Linked DNA regions of Mus musculus: region 2 is linked to region 1. A link is a contact called in public promoter capture Hi-C data. All regions are on one chromosome and are shown on one strand. Each heading gives the region's core, a stretch centred on a gene start, on an enhancer-like site or on the middle of the called end of the contact. The rest is flanking DNA. Distances are from core to core; before and after follow the strand shown. Region 1 overlaps Gm19410 (predicted gene, 19410). Region 2 holds the start of Cldn23 (claudin 23).

The links. Promoter capture Hi-C pulls out the DNA fragments that hold promoters and counts their contacts.
Region 2: a promoter capture Hi-C map of hippocampal neurons shows a contact between it and region 1, with 3 times the contacts expected there. The contact joins the promoter of Cldn23 here to the enhancer-like site in region 1. A contact is called at or near these places in 12 of 39 promoter capture datasets (3T3-L1-derived adipocytes, the HPC-7 cell line, cranial neural crest and 8 more), 8 of 484 Hi-C or Micro-C datasets (CD4 T cells, bone marrow-derived macrophages, cortical neurons and 4 more), 1 of 115 datasets of contacts at active chromatin or transcription factors (embryonic stem cells) and 3 of 9 other capture datasets (adipose tissue, liver and pancreatic islet).

The regions. Positions count from the first base shown.
Region 1 is chr8:35,771,787-35,774,776 of GRCm38.p6, forward strand. Gm19410 (predicted gene, 19410) reads left to right here. Exons shown (of 33, transcript NM_001370844.1): 3 at 1-105; 4 at 679-918; 5 at 1,739-1,852. Among named protein-coding and RNA genes, the nearest start is that of Gm19410, 7.6 kb to the left of the region's middle. Within about 2 kb of position 1,460, at least 18 of the 459 cell types and tissues checked have an H3K27ac peak or open chromatin away from gene starts, as enhancers often do. A contact at or near this core is called in hippocampal neurons and muscle stem cells, where this site is marked.
Region 2 is chr8:35,825,196-35,828,071 of GRCm38.p6, forward strand. It overlaps Cldn23 (claudin 23), which reads right to left and starts at 1,364. Exons shown (of 1, transcript NM_027998.4): 1 at 1-1,364. The coding sequence starts at 1,137. The coding sequence ends at 247.

The sequences.
Region 1 (2,990 bases), core at 210-2,709:
GACACCTGCAAGCCTGGCAGTGTGACAATGGGAGGTGTATTCCTGCTAGCTGGCTTTGCGATGGCGCCAGTGACTGCTTAGATGGCTCTGACGAGGTTAACTGTGGTAGGTACAGCTTACTTTTAAAATTACATCTCTTTACATGTGTGTGGGTGCATGTGCATGTGTGTGCCCCATGCACCATGACATGTGTGGAGAGGTCAGAGGACAACGCAGGTTCCCAGGGATTGAACTCATGTCAGCAGGCTTAGGGACAGGGGCCATTACTGACTGGGTTGTTTCATTAGTCTTGTAAAACTTATTTTCAACACTCCATCATCTCTCTGCTCACCCACAGCTTGTATCAGCATCAGCAGTGCTAACTGGAAGTAAGTCATGAAATAGCCTTAGGCTGTGTGTGCTAAGCCAGATGCTACATTGTCTATGGTGTTTATAGGAGACTCTTGGAACTATTTCTTTGTGTTTTCAAATTTATTAACCTCATCGACTCTTTTAAAACTTCTCTGGTGAGAAACTTCAGTGCAGAAAGCCACACCCATATGACTGATGACATCTAACTAGCATCTCTTAGTGGTTCTGAAATCGGCCGAGTCCACGACAGTCATAGCACTCATTTAGATACCCAGGCCCATCATAATCCAGCAGTTCTCCTCCACCCACATAATTCCTGCCTTCCAGAGAGCTTGACGGCATGTCCGGACTACAAAATCCGCTGTCCAGGAAAGGCTCAATGTCTGGATGCTGGGGAACCTTGTGATGCCCAACAGAGCTGTGAAGATGGGTCCATAAAAGCATACTGTCCCCACATCCGTTGCTTGGCTGGGCAGTGGCAATGCCAAAACAGGGCATGTATCATGGACAGCTGGAGGTGTGATGGCATTGATCACTGTGGGGATGCCTCAGATGAGCGGGACTGTGGTAAGTCTGGCTTCCCTACTGACATTTCAAGGGCAGGGTATAGTACACAGGCTGCTTTACAAAGTCTACATGCCAAGGCAGAGGCTGCCATCCTTTCTCAAAGAAGAGGATGCCCCCTAGCAATAGCCAATGTATAGTTATCCATGGAACCGCAGAGCTGCTTAGATTAAAAACTCTTGTTATATGTTGAATGAGCATCGCCTAGAATGTTCCCAGGGATGAAGAGCAATCCATAGACAGCCTGAGCATCAGTCTATGAAGGAAGCATAAGAACAGAGACAACTCCTGTTCTCACATAGTGATGGGGGAAAATCTCCCACTAAAAAGGGCAAAACTAACTCCAAAGAGTGGTGAGCACCATATTCCTCTTTAAGACAACCCCCAATACCCAGGATAGGGGGTGCCTCTGGTTTGTTGGTGAACCAGAATCCTGCTCAGTATTTCCTGGAGTTAAGGCTGCACACTGTAGCACACTCAGCGTCTAACATTTGTAAATTAAGTTTTCCTTAAAGCCATACTCATTTTGGGTCAAGCGGCTGGCTCTAGTACCGTTTTAATCCCAACTATTTAAAGCCAGATCAGTCAAGTTTAGCACAGTTTCAGTCGAGTGCCCAGATGTCTTGCTATTTTTGTGATTGAGTCTTAATCCCTGATTCCCTGAAGAAGAAGAAAAAAGTTCAAAATGATAAGCTTTACTTTCCAAACTTGAATTTCTGTAGGCTATGGAAATATTGCCACGTAACCTACTGAAAGAGTTGTCTTTCTACACTCCTGCCCACTATACGTAGTAATGAAAAAGAATGATCAACTTCCTCCACAGCCTCCTGTCCAGAAGGCACTGTGAGCTGCGATAGTGGGAAATGCATCCCAGAGTCTCTGATGTGCAATGGGAGAGCTGACTGTACAGATGGCGCTGATGAACCCAGGACATGTGGTAAGAAACTGCTTCCTCAGCTTGAGGCGGGAGGCTAAGGAAATGAGATGACATAGCCTAATGCTTTAGTCACGGTATTAATTACTTTTCGCTTGGCTGTGACAAAGTATCTGGCAGAAGTAATTAAGGGAGCAGGGATTTATTTTGGTAGCAGTCATGGGCTGTGGCTGAGGCGTGCTGTCCAAGGCAGAAGGGGTGTGTGGTTGCTGCTTTTCTCGTCTCTGCAGAGTGGGATGCAGAGAAGTCAGGCTGGAAATGGGGCTGAGGCTAAAACGCTGAAGGATCTGCCCCCAGTGACCCACTTTTGCTAGCTAGTTGCCATGTCCCAAAGGTCCCACGCTTCCTAATATAGCACCATTATCTGGGGAGCACATGTTCAAACACGAGAATCTGTAGGTGACATTTCAGATTTCAACCCCAACAGTTATCATTGGGACCAACTCCTTGAGAGAATGCTTGAAATGAAACACACGCACACAGACACACAGACACACACACACACACACACACATACAGGCACACACATACAGGCACACACACACACAGGCACACACACACACACAGGCACACACACACACACAGGCACACACACTCACAGACACACACAGAGAGACAGACACACACACAGACACACACACACAGAGGCAGTTATCTTTGTCCCTTATATTTAAGTATATTGCATTTTTGCTTATTACATTAAAGCTCTTGGCTTTGGTCTCGTGACTGAGCAAAATCCCCTAACTTGCAAACCATCAAGGGCAATTCTGAGCTTTAAGAAGATTAGTTAGCTCAAAACCTATATACTACAGTGCTTTCTGAATTCTAGAGTAAAGCCAGGAGCGCATCATCTAGTGTTGGTAGCATCCACATCACAGGTCTCAACAAGGGACAGACCCTTACCCAAGGCTCAACCATCCTTAGCAATGTACTGAGCTTTTGCCAGTCTAGCGAGCCCTCTACGGAGAGCCTTGGCTCAGCCTGGTGCACGCAAGTTACTTTGGTTCAGCTTTCAGCCTGGAGGTTTTCTATGACCCAACTTGACTTTGCAGATCCAGTACAAGAAAACTACAAAATCAATTAAAGCAATAGAAACCATTTGGCAAATGTCTGGGGGAGGAATGAATCAATTTGTTTAAGG
Region 2 (2,876 bases), core at 114-2,613, 53 kb after region 1:
AACAGTATGCAAAGAAAACACTACGCACTCTTGTCACTGCATAAGAAGACCTGGTCCCTCTGGAGAGAAAAGTAAAACTCCTTAAAAGATAAATGAACCCAACCTAGTATTTGGAGAGGAGTTTGGCCCTAGAAAAGGAAGGCTTGCCCTCCAGTTAGAGGAAGGCGACCAGGGTTCTAGTTGCAGATGTACTGGCAGAAGTTCAAGTCACCCTCAGACTCCAGGCAGAGCTCAGGTGAACCCTGTCTACAGGTCGGAGTCACAGGGCAGCGAATTTTGGCAGGGCCGAGTGCTGCGAGAGGAGGAACCACCTTGGGAGGTGGCTGTCTTCTTTTCTTCTCCCTCAAGCACATCCATCGGGTTGGTGTAGGACTTGGGTGGCGGTCGTGGCATCGGGAATCCAACCTTGAGCTTGCTGGTGTCCCTGTGCTCTGCGGTGGGAGGAGGCCGATGCTGTCCGTCGCTGTAGTACTTGATGGCAGGTGTGAGCGCTGGTTCCGGCCAGTCCACGTAGACGGTGCTGATGCTGCTGCGGCGCGGGCCTGCTGGGGGCGCCTTGCGACAGCGGCGACAACGCTCTTCACACCAGGGCGCAAAGCTGAGCGCCAGAGAGAAGCCGCCCAGAAGCAGCAGGCAGCTGCCTAGGTAGCCCAGCACCAGGCTGTAGCTGACCTGCACCGTGACCGGCGAGCTCGGGGCGGCCAGGACGTCGGGATCTGACAAGAAGTGGTTATACCAGGAGACCGGGATGAGGCTGAAGAGGCCAGCGACGAAAAACACCACGCCAGAGAGGCCCGCTAGCCCGTAGTGGGGCTCATCTTGCCAACAGCGCACACCGAGGGAAGCCAGCAGCAGCCCTAGGGCGGTAGTGGCCAGTGACGTGATCATGAGTCCCCGGGCCACCTGCACAGGCTGGGTCTGGAAGTAGTTCCACTCGTCGGGCTGGCCGCACTCGCGTTCGCGACTGCTCTGCTCGCGACATATGTCCCACAGCCCCTGGTACAGCACCACGTCCACTGGCTGGTCCAGAAAGCCCTTCACCAGCCGCCAGCCCGGGGCCAGTGTACTGACAAGATTAAGCAGCAACCCGCAGGGCGTGAGCACCATGCCCAGCGTCATCACCACCGGCGTCCGCATCCTGCGTAGCCTCTTGGGTCCCTAGCAGCTGTGGCTGCTCCGCTGCGCACCCTGTCCTCGAATCTGCGAGGTTGCCGGGCTGGGTAGCAGCGATGCTCGCTGCGCTCTCTGGGCGCTCTTTGTCTCTCGCGCGGAACTGTCCCCACTGAGCCTCTCACACCAAGTCCCCTCCTCTCTCGCGTCCCAACCGCTCCGCCCTCTCGCCCAGCCGCTGTCCCTAATCGAAACCAGCTCCGAGTCCGGTCAGACCGAAACCGCGCGCCCAGGTGCGGCCCCCAAGGCCAAACCCTACCGGGTGGGAGGGGCGGGAGCGCCAGGGCCACTTGGCAAGGAGGCGACCTCGGACTCTGAGGACCCGGACACCCCACCCTAGCCCAGCCGCTCCTCCTAGCCCGGCCACTCCTCCCAGCCCGCCCGGATGGTTTAGGGCTCGAGCAAAGGTCGCCCCGCCCTCGCTCTCTCGCACTGCCTGCGCGCTTGTAGGCGGGACAAAGGGGGCGGGCCGCTAGTGTCGTCTCACCTGTCGCCTAGCTACACCTTCCCCTCTTCCCTTTCCTTCTCAGGTCCGGTCAGAAAGCAAAGCGTCCCTACACTGCCTCCAATTCTCCCCAACTCTGCCCGTGGGCCCTGCCAACACAAGTCTCTTTTCACTCCCAGCTGGTGACCAGCATCCCTCGAAAGTTTTGCGCTGCCATCTGCAGCCACGTAGGGCACAGTGGTGCGCTCAGGATGCACGGGACCTGTGTGCACCACGGTTTCCAGGCTCAGGGTGTATCCAAACAGTTGCATTATGGAAACTTTGCTAGACTTGCTTAATAAAGTCTCCACGCTCTGCCTGAAGTTTAACTCATATGAAAGGGAGAGTATTTCTGGGTTGAAGAGTTGCGAAAGAGTTTTCTCTTCAGTCTTGTAAAGTCCTGCAGTGACTTATGTGTGTGTGTTGGGGGGTGGGGGTGGCACCCTTCTCAGAGGAGAATGAGGGAAGGAACTAAATGGGGGTACTGGGAGGAGAAGGGGAGCTGTTTGGGATGTAAAGTGAATACATTTAAAAATTAATAACAAACCGTTTTTTTTTCAAGTGGATAAGAGGCTGACTCGATTTTCCCGTTCAGAACTTGGCGGGCCTATGATGTATTGGAGAAACCCAGAGGTTCTGCGAGGATGGAATATAATTGGTTATTATCCAAAGAATGTCAATTAGCTTTTTTTATTTTCATGGAAAAGGGCAAATTTGTAACCAATGAAATATAATTAGAAGGAGCACGATATTCACCTTGATTGGTTAAAAACGACAGCTTGAAAATCTGCATCGGCAAAGGCAGGAGCCAGTGATCCCTGATGTCACTGGTTTAGTGTGCAGCCTTTAATTAGCCAATTTGACAGAATACAATGTTTACAATCCACGTGCTTAGGTTTCTTTTTTAAAAGGTTTTTATAATGAGCGTATAATTACCCACAATAACGTAATATGTTTTGCTCATTGAATACCACCTACTTTGGCACTGCCTGTCAAACTCATCTTAACATTCCTGTTGGTCTAGGTATGAGCTGTTCACATTCTCCTTAAATACCTTTACATATTTAGAACATATTCACTTTATATTGGGCGAGAGTCATGCTTTTCCTTGAAAAATGCTTTCTTAACATATTTTTCTCTGTTCTATATATTTCTTACAATGGAAATGTATTTTTTATATAATTTGCTGTAATTAAAACTATTTACTAAAATCAGCCTGTTC